2 separate regions of the Mus musculus genome follow, and region 2 is linked to region 1. A link is a contact called in public HiChIP or PLAC-seq data. All regions are on one chromosome and are shown on one strand. The core of a region is the stretch at or near the end of the contact, and the rest is flanking DNA. Distances in the headings are between cores, read along the strand shown.

The links. HiChIP or PLAC-seq counts read pairs in DNA pulled down with a chosen protein or histone mark.
Region 2: a FOXA1 HiChIP or PLAC-seq map of pancreatic cancer cells shows a contact between it and region 1. The contact joins the enhancer-like site here to the promoter of Hey1 in region 1. A contact is called at or near these places in 1 of 39 promoter capture datasets (pre-B cells) and 5 of 115 datasets of contacts at active chromatin or transcription factors (astrocytes, bone marrow-derived macrophages, embryonic forebrain and 2 more).

The regions. Positions count from the first base shown.
Region 1 is chr3:8,663,295-8,669,798 of GRCm38.p6, forward strand. Hey1 (hairy/enhancer-of-split related with YRPW motif 1) reads right to left here and starts at 3,744. Exons shown (of 5, transcript NM_010423.2): 1 at 3,488-3,744; 2 at 3,208-3,283; 3 at 2,978-3,061; 4 at 2,651-2,732; 5 at 65-1,770. The coding sequence starts at 3,576. The coding sequence ends at 1,202. It overlaps LOC115489673, which reads right to left and starts at 6,394. Exons shown (of 2, transcript XM_030252957.1): 1 at 3,930-6,394; 2 at 3,630-3,784. The coding sequence starts at 4,592. The coding sequence ends at 3,644.
Region 2 is chr3:9,493,161-9,499,449 of GRCm38.p6, forward strand. The region is part of intron 2 of Zfp704 (zinc finger protein 704); the gene reads right to left. Among named protein-coding and RNA genes, the nearest start is that of C030034L19Rik, 93 kb to the left of the region's middle. Within about 2 kb of position 4,466, at least 17 of the 459 cell types and tissues checked have an H3K27ac peak or open chromatin away from gene starts, as enhancers often do. A contact at or near this core is called in pancreatic cancer cells, where this site is marked.

The DNA of each region.
Region 1 (6,504 bases), core at 2,494-4,993:
AACGAAAACCAAGAAGCCGGAGATTTCCCAACCAGCACAGGCTCAGGAAGACAGACACAGTACATATATTGTTCTTTGCTTTTTATTTAGTCACAACACATCAATACAACAGAGGTCAAACCTAGTTCAGAGGAGCTGTTCAAATTATACCTTCTAAAGGGGTAAGCCTGTAAAACAATACTTTTAGAGCCCAAATCAAAATTTTAAAAATGAATGAGAAGGCAGAGAAGCCCTTTTAAGTACTGCAAGAACCACATTTTCATGCACCAAAAGGAAAACACAACATAAAAATTTCCACTTAAAAGAAAATATGGGAGTTCTAGGAAAATCGGGTTGTGTTTCACAGGCACCAAGCTACTTTCAGACTCCGATCGCTTACGCAGGTCGACACTGGTGAACGGTGAAATCCGTGAGACTGAGAGTGCTTAGGGCTGCCAAGTGCAGGCAAGGTCTACATAACTGTCTTGCTTGCTGCCAACGCTCCAAATGGGGACCTAGACTACCAGCAGCTGTTTCTAAACCTGAAATATCAGAAGAGAAAAGCCAAGCAGGCCACAGTAGCTGGTCATCTGGATTCAGGGCACAGACACCTTTCTCCCTTCACCTCACTGCTCTGAGAGGCAGAGAGAGAGCCAGTGCTCTCCAGTAAAGCTGCGCATCTGATTTGTCAACGCTTTGTTTGCAAATATAATGCTTTGCTGACCCTCCCTCCCCAAAGAATACCACTTATACAACACCTCGGTCCATCAAAGTAGTAACAAAATCGTGTTAACATTGAGCATAGTGGCGTGCGAAATTAATCCTCAAAAGATTACAACTTATACACACCAGGAAACAGACCCCAAACACTAATGTTAAGATTCCCCACGCTGAGGCAAACGGAATCATTCTCAGACAGACAGGTTTACAAAATAAATGAGGCACAGAACAAACAACGGATCAAAGTGTTGGTTCGTAATCACTACCTCAATTGAATCTTTTAAACAAAAATTAACAACTAATTTTTTAAAACTGCTAATGCATGACATGATAAAAAATTAAAGAGAAAAGTAAACCAACAAACTTTTAGTCTTTAGAAAAAAATTATCTGAAAATGTACCTTTTTCCTGACTTACTGGCGACTTTAGGGTGGTGTTGACAACCGTCCCAACACACCTGGGATTTTAAGCTTTCCCCTCCCTTGTTCTACAGCATCAGTTCTTTAGAAAGCTCCGATCTCTGTCCCCCAAGGTCTATAGGGCTTGCCAAGGTTTGCTGCCTGCGTGGGTGTCGAAGGGCTCAGTAGGTGGAAGGAGCTGAAGGAAAAGGGGAAGGCTGAGAGCGAGGCCACAGAGGAGAGCAGCGGTGGAGACAGTTTGGAGGCCGAGGTCACCACGGGAAGCACCGGTCCCAAGCCGCCACTAGGGGGCGCTCGCAAGGCCGGCGCCTCCGGATGGGCAGAAGCCAGCCTGCCCTGGTGATGCGGCTCCGTGGGTGACGCCGCGGTGCCAGCGTTCCCGTGGCCATTCTGGGGCAGCAGCAGAGGGTGTGCGATGTGTGGGTGATGTCCGAAGGCACTTCCCCAGGGAATGTGTCCGAGGCCACCGTGAGCGCCGCTCGCGGCTTCCCGCTGGGATGCGTAGTTGTTGAGATGGGAGACCAGGCGAACGCGAAGCGGGTCGGAGGCATCGAGTCCTTCAATGATGCTCAGATAACGGGCAACTTCGGCCAGGCATTCCCGAAACCCCAAACTCCGATAGTCCATAGCCAGGGCGTGCGCGTCAAAATAACCTGTGCACAAAAACAAAGGAAAACCTTCAAGGCTCTGCTCATTTCCTGAATTTCTTCCACTCCAAAGTTCTTCCTGGCAACTCCATACAGGATTACAGCACAGATCATGGGTCCTGGAAGCTCAAATATTTTGAAGCTGACCAAAATCTTTGCATTAATCAACAGTATATGTTTGCTAATGCAAGTTCAAAGCCCAATTAGAAGCTGCTGAGCAGAAATTGGAATTATACCCTACCAGCAGATGAAACTATGTTCCCTCCTTTAATGTTTTCCCTCAACAACAACAAAAAATACATCAAGGACAGAGAAACCACAGAGCAGTGAAATTCATTAGACACACAGATGTAAGTTATCATCGTGGAGCTTTTAGGCACTTGGTCCTTGGTGAAGAATCTGGTGGCTGGAGACAGACACGGGCTTCAGTCTCTCACCCCGTTAGATTTTTTTTTCCTCTCTATTTAGCCCCAACATGTCTCTTTCCTCCAAATTCTTTTGGCAGTTCGTTTTCTAAATCTGTATATAAAATTCCGACTATCTAGTTGTTCTTTTTAATAAGCCATTTCCCAATCCTTTCTTAAATAGCAACAGACAAACATGAGTGACTTGACCTAAATCAGGGCTGTCACAACCGGAGGAGCTCCGGGAGACAGGCGCTTGCTGAAAGGTGCATTAGCTCAGTTGAAAGAGGATTGGGGTGATGTATTCACTGCTCAAGAACCCATGTGCTGTTGAAGGTGCACTTGGCTGGCAAGCACATACTGCTCTCCCCACCCCACAAAGCAAAGCAGGCAGGGACTGCACCAATCCCAGACTGCGCTTGCTACCACCCCCACCCCCCACGCCGAGCACGCAAAGCCCCAGCTGAACTGGAGAGGAATACCTTTCCCTCCTGCAGTGTGCAGCATTTTCAGGTGATCCACAGTCATCTGCAAGATCTCAGCTTTTTCTAGCTTAGCAGATCCCTAAAAAGAAGACAAAAGGCTTATCTGACACAAGTGCCTTTGGAGAACTTAAAATATGCACACAAATATACATACATGTAAAATACAAACGTAAAAAAAAAAGCAAAAGTCACGTATATCCACAAAATCTGTGGGAATTTGTGTAAGAACATCCAACGACTTGGCACAAATGAGGTTAGAAGCACGGAGGGGAGGGAATCAGAAGGTGCCGATGGCTACACTCAGCGCTCTCATACTTCCATTACCTGCTTCTCAAAGGCACTGGGTACCAGCCTTCTCAGCTCAGACAAACTGTTATTGATTCGGTCTCGTCGGCGCTTCTCGATGATCTATGGGAAGCAGACAAAAACAAAGGAGGGCATTTACGTTATGACTGTACATTCCAACGAGAAGAAATGTGGTTCTTTCCGTTAGTTAATTAATTAATATAACAATGTGCATATATATTTAAATTATTGGGGGGGGGGGTACTCACGCCTCTCCGTCTTTTCCTGGCCAAAACCTGGGACGATGTCGTTGGGGACATGGAACACAGCGCCGAACTCAAGTTTCTGTAAGATGGGAAGCAATTGCCTTGAGAAAGGAAAGGAGAGCCCTCCTACACCAGATTTCTTTGGCAACTTGAGCTGGAGGGCTCGGGGACGATTGCTCCCAGCCAGCAGCTGCCGGCCCACGACTCCCGGCAAAGGGAACCCAGCATCAGCGCACCCCATCCTCTCCTCCCGCTCCGGATCGGTCGGACGCCGCCAACTCACCCATTCTCGTCCGCGCTCTCCTTTTCCACCTCGATGGTCTCGTCCAGCTCACTATCTGAGGAGCTGTAGTCTGGGTGAGCTCTCTTCATGGTGGCGGAGCGTGGGCTCCGAGGAGGGTCGCGCGGCGGGCAAGGAGGAGTTAACTGCAGTGGCCGCTCAGCGCTCGGCTGCGGGAGGTGCGTGCACACTGATCCCACTCACGCTCAGTCTCCGGTTAAAACTCAACCATCCCTTTCCCACGCTGCGCCCCTTCCCATGGATAGGGGGAGGGCGGGGAAGGCGGAGAGGTTGGGGCAGGGGCGGGGCCACGGCTCCCGGGTAACCGCGTGCCCCGGCCAATTGGCGCCTCGCTGCGCAGATTGGCAGCCGCATGGGGGCGGGACGAGCGGAGGCCGAGGCTGGCTGCTCCCCGCCCCCGGAGCCCGCCCCTGCCCGGCGGCAGTGCGTCGGCTCCGCAGGAGTTCGGCTGGGGGCCGCGGGCGGCGGTGGGCCGGCGGCGGGCAGAAATGGGGGGCCGGCCCGGGACACCAGCCCGGCGATAGCCACCGCCCCGCCCAGCCCCACCCCGCGCGCCCGGATTGGCCTGGCCGTGTGCCAGGGCCGCGCCTGCAGCGCCGCCGGTGAGCCGCACGCGCCGCGGGCCGTGGGAAAGTGCCGGCGCCCCGGCCGCCAGCCAATCCGGACGGACGGCGACGGCGGCGGCGACGGTGGCGGCGGCGGCGGCGGCTGCTCTGGGCGGCTGCTCTGGGCGGCTGCATGAATGGAGAAGAATAGCCAGGCGGGGGAGCCGGGCTGCACGAGGGCGCGCCTGCCGGGCTCCTGGTGTGAACCTGTAATCGGAGTCCGGGCGCCGGCGGGCCCCGGAAGCCACCGCCCGCGTCCCGTTCTCTGCACTGCTGCCGGTGCCCCGCGGCTGGAGGCGGGCGTAGTTGGCGGGTCCTACAGGAACAGTCGCCTGGGGCGCCGCTCCTTTGGATGGTGGCCACCAGCTCTGGGAGCAGAGCCTGAGAGACTCAAGGGATGCTGCTTTTTGGGTTCTAGGAGCCTCTAAAGCTAATCCTGCAAGGCTTCTCAGCTTTGGGACGAAATGCATGCCCCTATGCATGTCATTTCCGGGGAAGTAGAGCGCTTGTTTTCTGGGTTAGCTTGAGGGAGGAGTAGCTATCCCCCGAGACATTCATTATGTTGGGATTTTTGCTGTTGTTTTGTTTTGTTTTTGTCCTCCCTTCCCCCTAGTGTTGGCGGCCAGATCCTCTTAGCAGGCGACAGGGTGGCGGCCTGGGTGTTTGCTTCTGAGGCTGTGCGATCATCTGTGCGAGGATGCACGTTTCTGGCCCGCATCGCGCGCGCGCGGACACACACACACACCCGTTGGTCTCAGTTGGGAGGGGCGTTTGGGGTGCTATATGAAGTTCTGCACACCGCTCTCCCCTCTCCCCCACCAAGAAGGGCGACTTTAAAAAAATAGTTTAAATCTTATGGATTGTTTCCCTAGTTCAGCGTTCACAGAAGTAGACAACCTGGAGAAAGCCCAGTCTTTATCCTGCCCCACTCTTGGAGCCTGCAATCCCGTCTATGAAGCAAAACTTCATAACCGTTGAGAAGAATAAAAGAAACTCAACACCTTTGCAAGCAATTCTGTTTCTAGACATGATGGGTTCCATAAATGCAGACTAAACCGAGTTCCCAGGTCCAGTTCTCCATCCACACACTTTAGACCACATCCTGGGTCCTTTTAAAGTTCTCATTGCACTTCACCCTACTGTTCAGAGCCTCAGCCCTCACAGCTCCTCTGAAAAGGTGAGGTCCCTCCATCTTGGCTTTGTTTTTTCCTAGTGCACATATCCCACCACACAGCTTAGGAGTGGTCAAGCCAAGGCTCACTGCCTGCTTCCCTCTCCATGTTCACAGCTCGCTTCGCTCCTGTCACAAGCTGGAAGCTCACCTCCAGACCCCTCTCTTCATCCATCTTCTCCATCTTCAGAGCCTCATATCACCTGCCTCCCTTGACGCCATCCCATGTTTCCCCCTAAAGTGACGGAGCACCCTGCACCTGAACCAGCATGACCTCTACTGCATAGCTTTTAAGTTTTCTGGGTCAGTGGCACCTACAGTAAGGTCTTGTTTGCTTTAGCCAATGTTGGCCGTTGTGCAGAGAAAGAAACTAGCAGCAGATTGGCTGGTAAAAAGAAACGGTTTACATTGAGGGTGCTTGGTTTTAGATACCAATATTCCTCAAATTTACTGTGGAAAATGAGGCTATCCTGGTGGGCATGTGGTACTGTGTGCCTCTAATCATAGAACTTGCAAAGTAGAGGCAAAATTTCATGAGTTCCAGTCCAGTCTATGCACATAGGTTCTCCTGAATTGTATGTATAGCAAGACCTTGTACAAAACAAATGCTAGAACTCTGGGACCCAACACTTGTTTAGCACTAAAAAAAGAATACCAATGCTTATCTGTCTGTCCATCTCTTTCTGACCGTCTACCCAGTACTTCCAAAGTGTCTTCTGCATGCCTGGCACAATGCCGGCACCTGAGAGATAAAGGTGACAAGAGGTGATAAGCTCCACACTGTCTCTGAACTCACAGCCTCGGGAGACAACACACAATAAGCTGATACATAAGTGGGGTAGCTATAGAAGTCCGCGGGAGACAATACACAATAAGCTGATACACAAATGGGGTAGCCATAGGTGTCCCGAAGCCTAGTGGCACCTTCTGATAAGGAGAAGGGAGAGAATGGGAACACTTTTATGAGGTCTGGGGACGTTTTCAGAGCTGACCCTGAGTGTTAGATGGAGATGTAATCGGAGGCCAGGAAGGAAGGGGTGGTGACGGCTTCCCTTGGGTAGTGGGGTCTGAGAGGCTGACGGCATCAGGCTCTTTTCCCACGGGCTGCCAGCTAAAGGCAATTTTTTTTCTAGGAGACTTGGGGCTTCTTGTAAAGTGAATAGGGGTGCCCCAGGCCTGGCCTTTAAGGGAAAGGCCTTTGTAGGCTGAAGTCCCTACTCGGG
Region 2 (6,289 bases), core at 3,216-5,715, 830 kb after region 1:
TGCCCTAAGGAGCCCCTCTAGCCAGCTCACTGCGTGTCCACTGAGCTTTTCCTAACTTCACATATTCACATGTGGAGTAGTCTTCAAAAAACCCATTCCTCCAAAACTTTAAGTTTTCCTTGTGATCATTACATTCCACCTGATTGACAGATTCTCTTGTGAGTGCACTGGCAGCACACTGGCCCACTTTAGGTTATGGCGGGACGTGGCGGAGAAGGGGGAGCGTGCCTGGACTCTGGGATTTCAGTATAAATATTTTGCTCAACAACAACAAAAATCTATTATAATTGCCTTTCTATTCTGCTAGTTGCCTCCCACAGAAGTCAGGCTTAATATTCATCAGCTGAACGGATTCCACAGAAACAATAGTGATTTCTAAAATGAAAAGAATAATGGATGAACACTGGTTTTATTTCATGGCTGTAAAAATCAAAACTCTGACTCACCAAATTAAATTACTCATTAAGATCTAAGTGAAACAACTGTACTCTGCATTCAGGTACTGAGGCTGCCAGACAGAGATGAGGTGATGTTGCAAAGAGATCATTCGATCCCTGTGCCACCCCACTGGGCAGAAGCAGCAGATATAGCTAGGATCACTCGTTTTTAAGAGAGAAGCCATGCGTATGGAGCTCAATACAGATTGTCTGTTCTCTCCTTTGACCATGTGGGTTCTGGGACTCAAACTCAGGTCATCAGGCTGAGCAACAAGTACCTTACTACTGAATCAGCTCACACACTCTGGGATCACTAGTAATGTCTTAAGCCTACACAAGATGAGTATTAACACTCTTCTCTCCCTTGTTCCCAGCTAGAGGACCTGGGGTGGATGTTTTCACAGTTCCCGAAAGTCACCATCTTATTCTTTTTCTCACTCAAGACTGACTTGTGATGGGAGCTGTACTGCCTAGTTTTGTGTCAACTTGACACAGCTGGAGTTATCACAGAGAAAGGAGCTTCAGTTGGGGAAATGCCTCCATGAGATACAGCTGTAAGGCATTTTCTCAATTAGTGATCAAGGCGGAAAGGCCCCTTGTGGGTGGGACCATCCCTGGGCTGGTAGTCTTGGATTCTATAAGAGAGCAGGCTGAGCAAGCCAGGGGAAGCAAGCCAGTAAAGAACATCCCTCCATGGCCTCTGCATCAGCTCCTGCTTTCTGACCTGCTTGAGTTCCAGTCCTGACTTCCTTCCTTGGTGATGAACAGCAGTATGGAAGTGTAAGCTGAATAAACCCTTTCCTCCCCAACTTGCTTCTTGGTCATGATGTTTGTGCAGGAATAGAAACCCTGACTAAGACAGGAGCCTTCGAATGAGATGTTCTGAGGCAGCATTCTCAGCAATGACTGCACACACGGGTTAACTTGCTGTTAGAATCTGAGTGCGTGCTTTGAACCTCCCCGGACTGTACTTTGCCATTTCTGCTTTAATGACATGGAGTAACAGAGGGGAGTGAGGCCCACAGAAGTGTGGGACCAGGTGCTCCCAGATCTACCATCCAGTGTCTGGCCTGTAAGATTGTTGAGTCTTTATCACTAGTCAAAGCTATCATCTGTATGGCAAGACACCTACCAGGTGAGACCCGTTAAGTATGAGTCTTTGGGACTGAGCTGGGTCATTGAGGTTTTAAAAGCTCCCCAGAGTTTCTGACTGGAACTACTCTAAGTGACCCTGACCAGACTGGGAAGGGGCTCTCTGTGAGGTCCACTTCCATGCTTCACTATTGCTGCTGTGGTGAGGAGTATTAGGCCATGTCATGCCACCTGGTGTAAGTCTAAGTACAGAAAGAAGGGCTTTAAGGTCCTGGTGCTCTCCTGAGCAGAGATCGCTCTCCCTCTCGCTCTCGCTCTTCCTCTCGCTCTCCCTCTCTCTCTCTCAAGTGCCTGTGCTCAAATGCACCTTTTTCTCATTATGAGGGTTCAAGGCAGCAGGAACCATGCAAAGAAATGGATGCCTAGGAAAGGAACCTTAGTCACTCAAAAAGACATCTTCCTTGAGCTGCACATAGTGCAGGCAACATCCAGGAAGACCCCCTTCTTTCCTAAAACTTACAGCAGAGTGCCCAGGAACCTATGGTCTCAGGTTCAGATACGACCAATGGGCAGAGTGTTTGCATACATGTCAAACATATGCCCCAGAGACATCTTCCAAAGTGATTGGAGATATTTGCTCATTTATTCATAGTCTAGCAATTTCAAACCAAACAGCCAGATTTGGGGCACTGGTCTCTATTTTCTATCCTTGGGATACAGAATATTCCCAGAGTCTGAAATAACAACTCAGGAATCTGTTCACGCTGTGTTTATCAGCCTTAATGTACCAGAGTGGCTTAATTTTAGCTTCCACATGGAAGATGTGTGACGGCAGAACTGTCCCTAAGTGACAACTGGCAAGATCAGTTACTAGCTCTCCATCAGCAGCATCTGCTCATTTGGTTCATCTGCCTTAGTGAAAACTAAGAAAGGCCAATGAATATACTGCTTAAACGTTATCACACAAAGTACTCCGTTTCTGAACTGCAAGGACACTCTGGACTCCTAAAATCGTGCCGGTATTTAAAGCCTTTCTGACACATTAGCTAATGGAGAAGGTTCTTAGCAGGGAAGCCTGTGCCGGAACTGTTTAGAGTTCAATGACATCTATGTACCATTCTGCAGTTGTTGCGAGAACTCGCTCAGCTCTGCAAGGCTGCTTTATGACACAGGAGGAATACACACACACACACACGTGCAAGTCTCACAAGATTTCTCTACACATTTATGTCTAGTGTGAAAGATTTCTCCTAGGCACCAAGGGCACAGTGAACAGGGTCCCACTTGTGAGAGTTCTCCTGAGCAGGGTGAAGGGAACAGAATGTTCACACTGCACAAGGCTGGAGTAAGGTTTAGGCTTCCCACTTGTGCTATAACTCAACTTTATCAACTATAACTGAAAACAGGGATGCCCACTTCTTTGGCCATCATCGCCTGACAACGTACTCAGTTTCCCTGTGCTCTCCTCTTTCCTCTTTGCTAACCTGAACTGTCTTTTACATTTTCCCTGCTTCCTGTGGTCCTTTTTTCAGTGAGGCCTTCCTACTGCAATAGCTAATGGTTGCCTAGACACCTTTTTGCTTCCTAATGTTTTACCTCTTAACCCTTCAAGCTGTCTCTTCTGAGACAGTGCTAAGACTCCATTTTCATCATTTCTAAGCCAGAAGTCTTCGATGACTCTATATTACCAAAGAAATGAAGTCTAACCCTGAGTGTAGCATACAAAGGTGTTCACAAACTGTTTCCTCTCATTTGCCAGTGGGGTTTTGTGTGTATGTACATTTTCTATGATAGTGTCAAAGCATTGGACAAACTCTCAAACTGCTAGCATGGTCCTTCCTGGCCTTTGCTTTCATCTTCCAAAGATCCCTAGTTTGAGGCCCTCAGTCACTCAAACCCTAAGGGGACCTTCCATTACCTCATGAAAGTACCATTTGCTCTAATGGAAACAAAACCTCAGCTTGTTTTATTTTGGTCATTCAAGGTTATCTCAAATCCCATGTTCCCCACAAGCTACCAGATTGTCCCATCAGAAAGGATGAATGTCTATATTACACCTCCCAACACTTGGAGGTCTGGTGATATCACTAGCGTCTCGCTCTGTGTCCATGACCATCATCAGTTGGAATTTCAGCGTCTGAGGATCATTCTTACCATGCAGCCATTGCCCTTGACAGTTTAAATTGATCTAATCACTGAACCTAGGTATCTGCCACCAGGCAGCAGCTGTTCTGTGTTCAGTTCAGGCCGTGGGGAACACAGCAGTTGTGTTTGTCTGTCCTGCATTTCTGTACCATTATGAGAGAACACACACTCACTTGATCCCAGGCACATGCCACTCATATGACAGAAACCTGAACCCAGCCTCCTATAGACCTGCCAGGTCCAGCCTAGATCAGCTGACCTATAGCTAGCCTGCATGAGAATGAAGGGGACACACAAGTCTTGTTTTAATTCACTAAGTTTGGGGCGTTGAGTCCGAGCACTACTGTGCACACGGCTAACCAGTGGAAGCTCGTGCAGTTTTGTGCTGGAGCTTCCAGGGCTTCCCTTGCACATGACTAGTTTGCTTCGCCAACTGTAAGTTACTGGTGGGTAGAGACACACTGTTTACATCTTTGTCCTGCAGTAACTCAGTACCTTCTTGCATGGCATGAACACAGTATGTATTTTTGCTGGTTGTAATTAGGTAATAATTGACTGAGGTGTAAAATCCCCAGTGGGAGTCATTAGTCAGTGATGGCATGATTATCCACGTCTACTTCCTGTGCTTCCTGCCAGGGCCTCGACGTGGGCTGACAAGCTTCCTGAAAAGCTTCCAGGAAAATCAAAGTAACAATAACCATGGAGTACTGCGCAAATAACTATTAGTCACTAGGCTGATAATGGCAGGCTATGCTTTTCAAATGTGACACAGGTCAATTAACCAAAAGGAGCTAGGACAAAAGTGTTTTCTTCTGGTGAACAGCAGGGTTGGGGCTTGTCACGCAGGGTCGGGGGATTCCTGTTCCCACCTATCTTTCTAAAGAGTATTTTCTGCGTTGCTACCGCGGATCTCAGCTACTTAGTTGTTGTTTAACAGGGTTTGTCAATGGGTTCTTAGGAGACGAGTTGGGAGTTGTGGCTGGCAAGTTACTAAGCAATGAGAAAGAAGAGGGTCCACTCCAACCTGCATCTGCTCGCCATCTGTGGTCTGGTCTCACATAACTAACGGTATAACCTCAGGACATCACGTAACTTACCTGAAATGGAAAGACCTGGGGTTGATGGACGCAGAGCTTACGTGATAGTCCATGCAGTTCATATACCGTTTTTACAGGAATGGTGGGAAGAAAGCCAAGGGCTTTAAAGATAACCATTGAGCCAAGTCAGAGTCACTGTTTATGGGAAATTCATACATAACCCTGTCATGTGTGTGTGTGTGTGTGTGTGTGTGTGTGTGTGTGTGTATGTGCACACATATGCACAGGTGTGCTGAGCTCCTGATGCCCCTCCCTCTACCTCCCAAGCCCCGAGATTAGAGATATGTGGCGCCATGCCTGGATGCCTTCTGCAATTTTATTTACAAATTTAGCAACAGCACTTTAAGTGTACAGAACAGCTGGAAGACAAGAACAAGGCGCCAAGGGGCAGAAGGGGCAGGTGCATGGGGAGGGGGCTGTCGTTACAGGAGACACTGTCAGGAGAGGAACCAGAAAGCTCTATCAGAAAGGCTGCCTTCTGAATGACCCTGTGTGCCACACAATGCTATGACGCCATCCTAAACATTCAACAATTAAAGAGGCAGTGTCATTTGCAGAGGGTGTGAATACAGTTTCATAGCACTAACACCTGTCTTTCTGGGAGCTTGCTGTTAATTCTGATCATAGCAGTTGTGGCTACATCTGGAGCCTTACAGAAGTATCCCTTTAAGAATAAAGAAATATATTTCTAAAAATTAAATTAAGTGTTTACACTTAAACAAAGATAACTCTTGGCAATGACATAGTAATCATTTTTTCTAGAAAAAGTTCCAAAATTGTGATTTTTCAATCTGTAAGTGTAAGATAAAAATAAGTTAACAAATATACCAAGAAACAAGTCAATGAATTATCATCTTGTTTATATAAAATCTGTTGATTTAAATAAGATTTTAAACTTATGTTCGTACAAAAAGAACATTAAATACCAGCCGTCTAAAGTATAGATATAAAACTACTGGTTAAAAATGAACATCATTATTGCTTATTCAAGCTTTTTGCTTTAAAACAATCATTCAAATAAGCAATGACAAAAGCAAATTAGCAATTTTATATAAATAAAAGCATATTTTAATCAGTTTGACAATCAGCTCTGAAAAAAACAAAAATTCAAATGATAAAAGTTTAAGCACCGAGGAATATTTTCTGTGATTATTTTGAAAAAAGTCATTAAAAGACAGTTCGAGCAACTGGAAATGTTTGAAGATGGAAGAAAACAGTAGATAATAATTTGACCCCATTTTAGTATCTGTGGAGTTATTGGATGATAGTAGGAACCCATTTCAATGGCTTATCATAAAAGGTGACAGTGTAGATTCATTTCGGTGCTAGAGAATCATCAGAACAGAAAATACTGAGCAGGCAATGGTAGTCCACACCTTCAATCTCGGCACTCGGGGGTGCGGAGGGCAGAGGGCAGAGGCAAAGACAGGAGGATTTCTGTAAGTTTGAGGCCAGCCTGGTATACAAGGGAGCTCTGGGACAGCCAGGGCTAAACAGAGAAACCCTGTCTTGGAAAAG